Linked DNA regions of Pan troglodytes: region 2 is linked to region 1. The links are chromatin contacts, called in public Hi-C maps. All regions are on one chromosome and are shown on one strand. The core of a region is the stretch at or near the end of the contact, and the rest is flanking DNA. Distances in the headings are between cores, read along the strand shown.

What was found. Hi-C and Micro-C count contacts between places; a contact is called where the count stands out from the background.
Region 2: a contact with region 1 is called in a Hi-C map of stem cell-derived neural progenitor cells, with 7 times the contacts expected there. The contact joins the promoter of SOCS1 here to the enhancer-like site in region 1. A contact is called at or near these places in 5 of 7 Hi-C or Micro-C datasets (blood, induced pluripotent stem cells, a lymphoblastoid cell line and 1 more), 1 of 1 datasets of contacts at active chromatin or transcription factors (stem cell-derived excitatory neurons) and 1 of 1 other capture datasets (stem cell-derived neural stem cells).

Annotation. Positions count from the first base shown.
Region 1 is chr18:13,626,361-13,632,229 of NHGRI_mPanTro3-v2.0_pri, reverse strand. It overlaps CLEC16A (C-type lectin domain containing 16A), which reads right to left. Exons shown (of 24, transcript XM_063796660.1): 7 at 5,845-5,869; 8 at 3,863-3,916; 9 at 251-364. Among named protein-coding and RNA genes, the nearest start is that of CLEC16A, 36 kb to the right of the region's middle. Within about 2 kb of position 2,674, at least 8 of the 24 cell types and tissues checked have an H3K27ac peak or open chromatin away from gene starts, as enhancers often do. A contact at or near this core is called in induced pluripotent stem cells, stem cell-derived neural progenitor cells and stem cell-derived neural stem cells, where this site is marked.
Region 2 is chr18:13,900,344-13,906,212 of NHGRI_mPanTro3-v2.0_pri, reverse strand. It overlaps SOCS1 (suppressor of cytokine signaling 1), which reads left to right and starts at 2,335. Exons shown (of 2, transcript XM_016929424.3): 1 at 2,335-2,475; 2 at 3,026-5,869. The coding sequence starts at 3,076. The coding sequence ends at 3,711. The region is part of intron 1 of LOC129137279 (a long non-coding RNA gene); the gene reads right to left.

The DNA.
Region 1 (5,869 bases), core at 1,425-3,924:
ACCTAAGGCCCGGAGTGGTACAATTCCACGTTTAAGAACACACAATCAATCAAATCCAGGTGGTACCTGATCCCAGCTTCTCTTGGGTATGCAATCAAGACTCTGATTAGGTTCACTGAATCCCGGACCAGCTTATGCATCATCACTGCTATATATTCAGAATGTTAGTTTCTGATTTTAGAGAAACACACAGATTAGCAAAATGAGCAATGGTTTCCTATTTAGGTCAGTCCCGAAGCTAATGACTTACAGAACTTCTCTGAATATCCTGTTCAGTCTTAGCGTACATCTCAGACAGATCACCATTCAGAATGACTTCAGCTAACGAGTTCACCAGCGGTGCATGATGTATAATTAAGAAGACCTGGCGGAAAAAAAAGAAACGGGATTTGCATGAAAGTGTGCGGTATTTTCAACCTCTTGATTCCTGGATCAGAAGCGACCAGGCTGGGCTACCTAAGTCCTGTATTAAGCAGCAATTCCTACGATGCAAAATTCAAAGAATGAGCCACAGGAAGCAGGACTCGGTTCCACTCTTGTAAGGTCAGTCTCTCCTTCAGACTGTTGCCTATTTGGCTGGCTGCTCTTCCTCGGAAGGAAGTGCATTAATGCGAGACTGTCCCTCATGGCTGGGTGAAGCCAAATCCGGCTGAAGTGGAGCAATGCGGGAAAGAACAGCCAAACCAGCATACTCCTTCCTTTCCATGGGCATTTTAGTGTCAAATTTGATTATGAGAAGACTAGAAGGCACTGTCCCAATACTTTAGTGATACAAGAAGAAGGGGCCGGAGAGTTTTGTTCCAATCAAGGACTTGGCAGAGGGTTGGCTACACAGAGATTCCATCACGGGAAGGAGCTCTGACCCTGTGGTGGGTTTTAGCACACGGGGATTCCACAGCATCGTCAGGAGGTATGTGAACTACGGGGCTGAAAATCACACGAGACAGAGGCAAACCCAGGTGGGCCAGGATGCAAAATCAGAGGGCTGGCTCTGGGCTAAGCTGGCCCTGCTCCCACATCTGTTGCCCAATGTTCAGAGGACCAGCTTTAAGAATCAGGGTATTCAAAACTGTCTTGCAAAGCTGGCCTAGACATGCCTGCTATTTTGTTTTAAAATGTAAAGGCAAGAGGGTGTAGCACAGGGTGTGGCTTATCTACCATTTGCATATAAAAGCGTGTGCATGTTTGTATTTGCTTATTTACACATGCATAGGCCAGGGTTTCTCAATCTTGGCACTGCTGACACTTTGGGCTGTAACTGAGTATGGAGGGAGGCTGTCCCAGACACTGCAGGCTGGTTAGCAGCATCCCTGACCTCTACCCACTAGATGTCAGTAGCACCCCAGCCTCAGTCATGACAACTGAATGCATCTCCCCAGACATTGCCAGGTATCCCCTGAGGGGCAAAATCGCCCCTAGTTGAGAACCCCTGACAGAAGTCTCTGTTAGGACATACGAGAACCCTGTAACCCTAATTGTCTCTGGGGATAGAAGTCAGGAGCCTGAACAAAACTAGAACAGAAACCCGGTTTTTACATGTTTGAACTTTTTAACTTTAAAAAACGTTGTTTAAAAAAAAATTATTTTTTAAAAAGTGAAGGCAAAAATCAACACAGGCTGCCTCTGGGGAGTGCAGTTGGGTGCTCAGGGTATAGAGTGAGAGAGAGACTTTTCACATGCCATGTTTTGTACTGTTTGAACAAGGGGAATATATTATTCTAACAAATACATAGAATTCAAATTAGATAAAAGGTACAGGCAGAATGGCCATGTGGCACCTCCCTATAAAAAATTGCATCTTTTAAAAAAATACTGGGAACCTTTTCTATCACAGAGAACACATAGTATGATTCAATGAGTTAACCCATGTCCAAGGCTTGGCAGGCCCTTAAATGTTAGCAATGATGATTTTTCTCACCTTCCTTATGGCCGAATTACTGCCACACATCACTCTACCAACAACACAAAACACCAATCACTGTGGTCATTCATTCTCAAATATCTGTTACGTACCTTGAATGAATGCGGCCTTAACTGATCATTTATTCCTTCTTTTCAGTCCACAAGCATTCAGTGAGCACCTACAAAGGCCCCCCTGAACAAAGCAACCAATTCCTGCCTGTGGACACACACAGTGCTCATTTCCCTGGCTCTGAACCCAAAAAAGAGGGAGGGTGAGTAACTGTAAGGTACGTGGAAGCACGTGCAGGCCAGACTCAAAAAGCTGGGCCCAGCTGCCTACACCACACTCTGTTAGCAGTATGGTTTTAGGAGGACAGCATCACCTGTCACACCAAATTAACGTCATCCATAAAAATTTTCATGGTTTTCTAGCTATGCTTGTAAAATAATTTGCAAGTATGCAATGATTTTATATTGAGGTAGGGGCTTTCAGGACACAGGATTTATACCTGATTTTAGGTTTTTCACACATTTAGGTCACATTTTCATTAAGCTAAATGAAAATGCAGGGGGAAACAGGGCTTCAGGTTGTTTATCTTTAAAAGGGATGTATTACTCAAGTTTGAGGAACAATGAATTACAAGCTATGTTTTCTGTGAGATACTGAAACAAGTAATTGGGTGCATGGGCTACTGGTCCTTTACAAAGCAAACCGGTGAGGGAGGAGTCTCAGAGAAAAGGCCTAACTCTCTCCACTGACGTTCCCGCTGTGGGCAGTTGGCGGCCATGCTCTCTGGAGGAGACCCTGCCCGGGCAATGCTCCAACAGCTGAAGGGTCCTGAGGATGCTTTCCATATGATTCCTGGGGCTGAGAACTGGCTTGCTTGGGTCCTGTTGGACTCTCAGAATCCCAAGCAGGAGATGCCGGCAGACTTGGAAAGAGGCAGCAGAAAAAAGCTGCCAGGAGAGGCTGGGGTTTGTGCTCAGCGCCGTCGTACAGAGCGGCATTCAGACAAACTTGGCCCCATGCAGAGCTCTGAGCAAACAGCCCCAGAATAGGACTCTGGGCTGTGAGTGATGGTCAGGACATGTCCGGATTGGCCTACCTGCCGGGGAGGAGGTGGCCTCTGAACCTCTCCTCTTGGGCCAAAAAGACAAAGCCCCGCCCCAAATTCAAAACAGCTGGGGATCAAGTCAGAAGGACAGTTCCTCATCAAAGCAAATAAATACCTGTGCCATTGCAAAAGCGGAAACAGAGTTCTGGGTAAATGCTGGACTACTTAATAGTCTAATGAGATGCCCTGAGAGTCTGGACTGCTTGTAATAAAAATATTTTTAAAGTTATGTAACTGGGTCGCCATGGAGTTTTTCCCTTCTTGTAAATATTACGTAATTACATGAAGGAAACACACTTGTTGAAGGAGGGGAGGGAGAAAAATTGGCTCAAGACACAAATCTGAGAGCTAAGGTTGCTACAAGATTCCTTCCACACGGTAATCTGGGAACTAGAACCGCGATAAAGCCCTTTAACAATAGACTCATTTCAGGAAGTTTGTTACACCAAGGTTGCTGTGTGTATGCACGCTGTGGGTTCTGCAGTGTGGGGCTTCATTCAAAGCTGCAAGAGTAAAAGCGATGCAGCCCACATTTCCAGGGCATTTCAAGCACTCCTCAGTTGTTTTGGAAACCTCAGTCTTCATGGTAAAAATCAACTACACAAGTTAGGTTTGGTTTATTTTTCATTTCTCTTTGGATTTCCATCTCCTACCATGAAAAAGATACACACTACCTCTATTTAGTACCTGGAAAACAGAAAGCCCCTTCTGTTTTGCTGTTATTTTACTCCAGCATGGGGGGGACAGAGAAGATGGGGTGATAAGGCCTGGGGATTTTCTTCAAGGCAGTGGCACGCCAAGGGACCCCAAATGTAGTGGGGACATTGGTGAATGATCAAGCATACCTGTGACAGAAGATAAAGAGACACCGGCAGGCTAATTTTCGGCCGTTCTCCTCCCTAGTGCGGGGTGGCAGGAGAGAGAGAGAGAGATCAGGTCACACAAGCAAGCAGCACAAAATACACAAAGCCAAAAGCCTTCTGTGTGAACAAAGGCGTCCTGTCCCACTGACTTCCTCCACGGCCCTAGGGCTGTCCTTTCTTGGTGCTACTCAAAAGTCCACTCCGCAAAATCCCACTCAATACTGTTTGCAAGGACACTATTTTTCCATCTGAGAAACCTTTCACCGTTACTCACGGATGAGAGGCTGACCCACGAGAACTTGCTCCTTAAGTTACCAAGCACGTTCATTTGTACCAGCTGGGGCACTGGACGCCCTGGCAGGAGAGGCCTCCAGGAGGCCTGTTCTTGGGAAGTTATTTTCAAAGCATGGGGGAGGAGGTTTAGGGCACTCTGGCCTTGGAAAAGCCCCTCGTTTATACTGAATTTCAAGATGCTCCATTTCACACCCACCCTGTTAGAGAAGAATCGTTAGGCCCTCATTTTGCAGCCGAAGAAACGGGCTCAGGTTAACTGCTTTAGGTCACAGAGTTAGGAAAGGGAAGAGGCAGAATTTGAATGCAGGTCTGAAAACTCCAATTCTCATACTTTGTCTCTGCCTCCCAGAGCTGCCTCTGGTAAAGCTAAGGCGCTTATTCACTTTTATAGTCTTCTCACACACACACTCTGTCTCTGTCTCTCTCAGGAAATAAGAGGAAAGGAAAGGAAAAGCAGCGTGCTTTGAAAGGAATCTCCCTCCGGCTCAAAGCCTCAGTCCTGGCCGGGCACGGTGGCTCATGCCTGTAATCCCAGCACTTTGGGAGGCCGAGGCAGGCGTATCACCTGAGATCAGGAGTTTGAGACCAGCCCGGCCAACATGGTGAAACCCCGTTTCTACTAAAAATACACTTTATTTTATTTACTCATCTGTAGTGAGAATCCTGAAAACTCCATCCCCTTGGAGCACCTCTGCATGGTGACCAGCTGGCTCTGTCCTGCCTCCTGCTGAGGCCCTTTTACCTCCGGAGGAACTGCACAGAGGCCTCCCCTCCAGAAGCAGCATTCCTCACAGGGGGGCCCTGAGAACCAGCAGCACAGAATCAGAATCACCTGAGGGATAGGTGAGACATGCAGATTCCTGGTCCTGAGGCCCTGCATGTTACCAGCCGTCATCCCCACAGGCCTCTGGGGCCTGCTAACAGTGGACAGTCACCACCCTGGGACCGTTCCCTGAGTGTGCTCCATCCCTTCCCTCCATGCTGCGCAAGTTCTGTCGCTGTCTGTATCTTCTCCAAATCAGTGGGTTCTGGCAACTACCAGGAAAAGTTACTGGGGAGGAGAACACTTCAGGGAAGGATGCACAGAAACCAAAACCCTACATTTGTAGATGTTTCCTGTTTCCTCCTGATGTCGGTAATCTTTTCCCATTCACTTTTATAGTCTTCTCACACACACACTCTGTCTCTGTCTCAGGAAATAAGAGGAAAGGAAAGGAAAGGAAAGCCAGTGTGCTTTGAAAGGAATCTCCCTTGGGCTCAAAACCTCAGTTCTGGCCATAATCCCAGCACTTTGGAAGGCCCAGGCAGGTGTATCACCTGAGGTCAGGAGTTTGAGACCAGCCTGACCAACATGGTGAAATGCCGCCGTCTCTTCCAAAAAGTACAAAAATTAGTCAGGCGTGGTGGCATGCACCTGTAATCCCAGCTACTCGGGAGGCTGAGGCAGGAGAATTACTTGAATTCAGGAGGCGGAGGTTGCAGTGAGCCAAGATCGCACCACTGCACTCCAGCCTGGGTAAAAGAGCAAAACTCCGTCTTTTAAAAATAAACAAACAAAAAAAAACCTCAGTCCTGATTTGCAATGCTCAGCCCCATTCCAGGGGACTGGGGACTGTTCTTCCCCACTTCTGATGGCCTTCAGCCAGCAGGAGCCACGGGGCTGGACCCACCTTGTCCTGGTTCTCCAGTGAGTAC
Region 2 (5,869 bases), core at 1,086-3,585, 270 kb before region 1:
AGTCTCAGCTACTCAGGAGGCTGAGATGGGAGAATCTCTTGAGCCCAGGAGGTCGAGGCTATAGTGCCTCCTCGATCCTATCACTACACTCCAGCCTGAGCAACAGAGCAACACTCCATCTCTTTAAAAAAATGGACACAGGGGTTGAAGCCATGCGTCTGTGGGCTCCAACACACTGCCACACCCACAGGCACCCTCAGATGAACAACAAACATCTACCGACTGCTTATTAGACACTACGGGCTGTTTTAAGCACCTGACCCATAATCACTCATTTAATTCCCACACAACCCCGGGATGGAGGTACTATTTATTTTTCTTTTTGAGACAGGGTCTTACTCTGTTGCCCAGGCTGGAGTGCACTGACAAAATCGTGGCTCACTGCAGCCTTGACCTCCTGGACTCAAGCAATCCTCCTGCTTCAGCCTCCCAAGTAGCTGGGACTGCAGGTGCAAACCACTACGCCTGGCTGATTTTTGTACTATTTTTTTTTTTTTTTTGTAGAGAGGGGGTCTCACTTTGTTGCCCAGGCTGTTCTCAAACCCCTGGGCTCAAGCAATCCTCCTGTCTTGGCCTTCCAAGTGCTGGGATTATAGGCATGAGCTACTGCGCCCTGCTAGAGGTACTATTATTATCCCCATTTCACAGATAAAGAAACCATGGCAGAGAGGTTAATTACATGCTCAAGGTCACAAGAATAGAAAGGTGCAGATTTGGAACTGGGTCTCCTTGTATTCCATCACCCTCCACAGAGTGTGGCCTCCAGCACATGTTCAGTGGACATCTCTCGAATGACCACACACCTGACCTCTGGTGCAGGCAAGGTTCTGCATCTTCTCTCACCCCCTCACGCACGCGCACGCACACACACGCACAACCTAGGAGGCTACATCAATGACCACCACCAGCCCTGGCCACATGCAGATTCAGGGCATTGATGGGGTGCTAAGCCGGGCTGATTCTGGGCCACTCCCTGTGTTCAGGAGGTTAATAAGGACCTAGGCTCTGCCTGGGGAAGGAGGCATCGTGGGGCCAGGGAGGCGGGAAGGGACTGGGCACCAGGGCTTCCAGGAGAGAAGCCGTCTGAGAGCTGTCTGTAGAGGGCAGTGTGTCCCAGTGTGAGGCCAGTAACCAAGTGCCCAACCTAGCCAGGTTTTTATGTGGCCCCTTGTGATGCTGGGGCTCCTCACATGCCTTCATTCAAAAATACACGGAGCAGCCAGGCACCTACTCCATGGCCTTGCACGACAATCGGAATCACTAAATCACAAACACGTGTGCAAATTACAGCCCTGACCACCGACCGCTCACCATCCCAAGCCCCGGCCGTGTGTGTGGTGGGAAGGCAGTCTTTGAAGGGCAGATGCCTGACGGAGCAGTAGGAGGGGGAAATCTATGAGGAAGGGGTCGGGGGAGAGGAGGGCTAGGAAACCAGGTTTGGGGATTCATCACGTCTGAGAATGCACCATTTTTTCACTGGGCTCCAATTTGATGTCGTCCAGCTGCACCTCTCCCCAAAATGAAGACGGGGAAGGCGAGATCCAGGTCCAGAGCTCCCAATCTGCAAGCCATTGCAAATCCCAGCCCCTCCCCAGCCTCAGTTTCTTCCGCAGCCGGGTAGTGGGAGCGCAGGGAGGGCAGTCGAGGCCACCAGGGACCTTGCCCGGCCCCGCCCAGTTTCCGAGGAACTGGGCCGGGGTGGAGGCGACCGCGCCGCCAGGGGTTCCTCTGAAGCCTGTGGTCAGGCCGCCGCTTCCTGGGAAGCCCGAGCCAAGATCAGAGACCGCGGCCGGCCGGGGCTTCGGGACAGCAGGGCGGGCGACTGAGGGCGTCGACGGCGGGTGGAGCAGGGGCTAGGAGGGGGTCTACGGGTGGGGTCAGGCTCAGGGTTGGGGACACCTTCTGTGGCCTCCTAGGGGGATCTGGCTGCAGGGGAGGAGAGGACAGGGCTCTGCCCCCGGCGGGTGTGGAGACAGCTGGGGCGGAGGAGGGTGTGTCAGGGCGCGTCCCAAGAGGGCCTGGCGGCAGAAAGTGGAACCGGAGGTAGCGGGGCAAAATCGGGGTCGCCAAGTCCGAAGGAGAGGTCCGAGAAGTGGCCGGAAGGCGCAGGGTCGGGGCCAGAGCCCCTCGAGAGGCGGGTGCTGGGGCAGGTGCGAACAGGCGGGCAGAGGGCCCCGCGGGAGGGTCCACAAGAGAGGGAAACAGGGCCGAAGCGGTCCTCGCCGGACGCCACCGCGGAAAGAGAAACCAAAAGTGGAGCTGGGGGCGGGGCCGGCAGGGGCGGGGCCTCCCGCCGTCGCTAGCCCCGCCTCCAAGCCGGTTTAAAAGACTGGCGCAGGGGCGGGCGCCGAGCAGAGCGAGCTGCGGCCGTGGCAGCTGCGCGGCTCCTGGCCCCGGAGCATGCGCGAGAGCCGCCCCGGAGCGCCCCGGAGCCCCCCGCCGTCCCGCCCGCGGCGTCCCGCGCCCCGCCGCCAGGTGAGCCGGGCCCTGGGCAAGGAGGCGGGAGGGAGGAGGGAGGGGAGTCCAGGGCAGCCAGGAGTCGGGCGGGCCTCGGGGGCTGCAGGATGGGGTCGCGGCCGCGATGCCCCTGACCCTCGCCGGCCCCACCCAGGCCGCCCCCCGCGCGCGGGGCTCCCGCAGCACAGCCTTTCTCCGGCCCTAGCCCAAATCGCCCAGACCAGGCGCGGATCCCAGCCTGGCCAGCAGGCGGCGGGCGCGGGGCGGCGAGCCGGGGCCGGACGGCTGGAGCCAGAGCCGGCTGCTCTCCACGCCCCCCTCTCGGTGCTGCCCGGAGGCCGGACTCCGCCTCCACCGAGCCCCCACCCGCCGGGAAGAGCTCCGCGGAGTACAGAGCCCATTTTCCAGCTGTGTCCACTGAGGCTGAACGGATCCGCGCGGACTTGGTGCTCCGTGCTCGCCCCCTAGGGCCGGGTCCGCCGGGAGCGCCGCCCTCCGGAGTTGTCCGGCCGGCGCACACCTGCCCGGCCCCGCAGCGCCCCAGCTCACCGCTTTGTCTCTCCCGCAGCGCACCCCCGGACGCTATGGCCCACCCCTCCGGCTGGCCCCTTCTGTAGGATGGTAGCACACAACCAGGTGGCAGCCGACAATGCAGTCTCCACAGCAGCAGAGCCCCGACGGCGGCCAGAACCTTCCTCCTCTTCCTCCTCCTCGTCCGCGGCCCCCGCGCGCCCGCGGCCGTGCCCCGCGGTCCCGGCCCCGGCCCCCGGCGACACGCACTTCCGCACATTCCGTTCGCACGCCGATTACCGGCGCATCACACGCGCCAGCGCGCTCCTGGACGCCTGCGGATTCTACTGGGGGCCCCTGAGCGTGCACGGGGCGCACGAGCGGCTGCGCGCCGAGCCCGTGGGCACCTTCCTGGTGCGCGACAGCCGCCAGCGGAACTGCTTCTTCGCCCTTAGCGTGAAGATGGCCTCGGGACCCACGAGCATCCGCGTGCACTTTCAGGCCGGGCGCTTTCACCTGGATGGCAGCCGCGAGAGCTTCGACTGCCTCTTCGAGCTGCTGGAGCACTACGTGGCGGCGCCGCGCCGCATGCTGGGGGCCCCGCTGCGCCAGCGCCGCGTGCGGCCGCTGCAGGAGCTGTGCCGCCAGCGCATCGTGGCTACCGTGGGCCGCGAGAACCTGGCTCGCATCCCCCTCAACCCCGTCCTCCGCGACTACCTGAGCTCCTTCCCCTTCCAGATTTGACCGGCAGCGCCCGCCGTGCACGCAGCATTAACTGGGATGCCGTGTTATTTTCTGTTATTACTTGCCTGGAACCATGTGGGTACCCTCCCCGGCCTGGGTTGGAGGGAGCGGATGGGTGTAGGGGCGAGGCGCCTCCCGCCCTCGGCTGGAGACGAGGCCGCAGACCCCTTCTCACCTCTTGAGGGGGTCCTCCCCCTCCTGGTGCTCCCTCTGGGTCCCCCTGGTTGTTGTAGCAGCTTAACTTAACTGTATCTGGAGCCAGGACCTGAACTCGCACCTCCTACCTCTTCATGTTTACATATACCCAGTATCTTTGCACAAACCAGGGGTTGGGGGAGGGTCTCTGGCTTTATTTTTCTGCTGTGCAGAATCCTATTTTATATTTTTAAAGTCAGTTTAGGTAATAAACTTTATTATGAAAGTTTTTTTTTTTAAAAAAAAAAATAAGTTTTCTAGCGAGTGTGCTTTGGCCAAAAGTTTAACTTGGTTCTGAACAGGCCCAGGGGAGAGGGTCCTAAGGCTGACCTGCTGGGCTGCAGGTGGTGTACGGGGCCTGCTCTGTGGCTGGGCATCCCTCACGGTTCCACCCACAACTCTCCAGGGAGAGAAACGGTTGGTCTAGTTTTGGCGTGTGTCCGGTAAGACAGCAGCTCGCGTTTGAGCACTTTGTGCGTGCCAGCCCTAATTCTGTGCTTTGCATACTTAAATTTACTTAATCCTATAAAGAGAGGCACAACCCTGTGAGGCACGGGCTCTTATTTCCATTCTACAGAAGGGAAAACTGAGTAAATCTGCCTGTGGCCATTCCTGTCAAAGACAACACTTGGGCCTTTTTTTGGCTGTCCACTAAGCATCTGCTTGAAATGGATAACAGAGAGGAAACTTCTTTGGTTCTATGACCACAACAGCTTCCAGGAAGGGGTGGGGGTGGGGGCTTAGTGAGTTTTTGGACAGAGGAGTGGCACATTCTGAACCAGCATCAAGGGATACTCAGTTGAGATGAGATGGGGGATACAGGGCTGGGTCTAGCTTCCTTCTTCTCACCCTGCTCTGTCTTGTGTACTTTTTGGTGAACACACAACTTGGAGCCAGAAGGAGACTGTGTGGTCTGTGGTGGCGGGAGGGTGCTGCTGGCGGCTAGGGCAATTCCCCTTGCCTCCCTGGGCCTCCACCTTTCTAAGGGCAACTTTCTGCGCATCATAGAGGAGGTTGATGTTTTCAGGAGCCAGGGAAGGGAAGAGTGGCTCCAGGACGTTTGTGGGGCTGGCCCACAGCACCAGAAAGTGTCCAGGACCTGGGTTTCTGGCAACTTCTGTGTCTTTGGCCAGCCTGACACATGGGCCATGGTGGTAACTTGAGGGTTGTACTCAACACATGGTGAACTGAGTCATTTTCAGGTTTAGGGTTAAGCAGCCTGGTGGACACGTCATACTTCATCTTTAGAAGATAGAGTGGCCCTCTTCAGCCTTGGAGACACACATAATAGTGTTCTAATGCTTAATAATACCTTTCAGACTTGCAAGTACAACATAAAATTAACTTGATGGTCAGAGAGTCAGAGTAGCCCAGGCCTGTCTTGGGGATTAAGTAGGCTCCAGGACTTTAAGGATGGCCAGAAGAGATTTAGGATCTCAGAGAGCTTTGGCAATTTCATCCCTTAGTAAGGTGAAGTGGGAGGGAAGGAGGTGATGTCTTGTCTCTGTCTCCAAAAATCTTGCTTTTTGTTTTGTTTTCTTTTCTTTTGCCACACCCCTGCCCTTTCTTCTCTGCTGTGGATTAATTAAGTCCTGTCCTTGTTCTTCCCTGTCTGTTGCCTGCTGTGGGCAGTGTCTGGAGAAACAGAAATCCAAGATGGCAATGCTTGGGGATCTGGTTGTAATACTAGTATACTCACAGACCCTTAGTGACCACTCACTGGCTGTGCTGGCCCCATTTTACAGATGGGAAAACGGGCTCCGAGAGGCAAAGCAGGACCACAACAAGGGGTGGAGCCAGGTTTTGCAAACCCACTCAGGACTTTTTCAGAGGCTGGGTACCACTAGGCAACCGGAGGACCTAACCGCTGCAGTAATAATAGCAGCTGCTCATATTTCTATGTAGCATTGTCTGTGCAGGAACTGCTCCCAGGTCCCGCATCACCTGTGTAAAACATTGAACT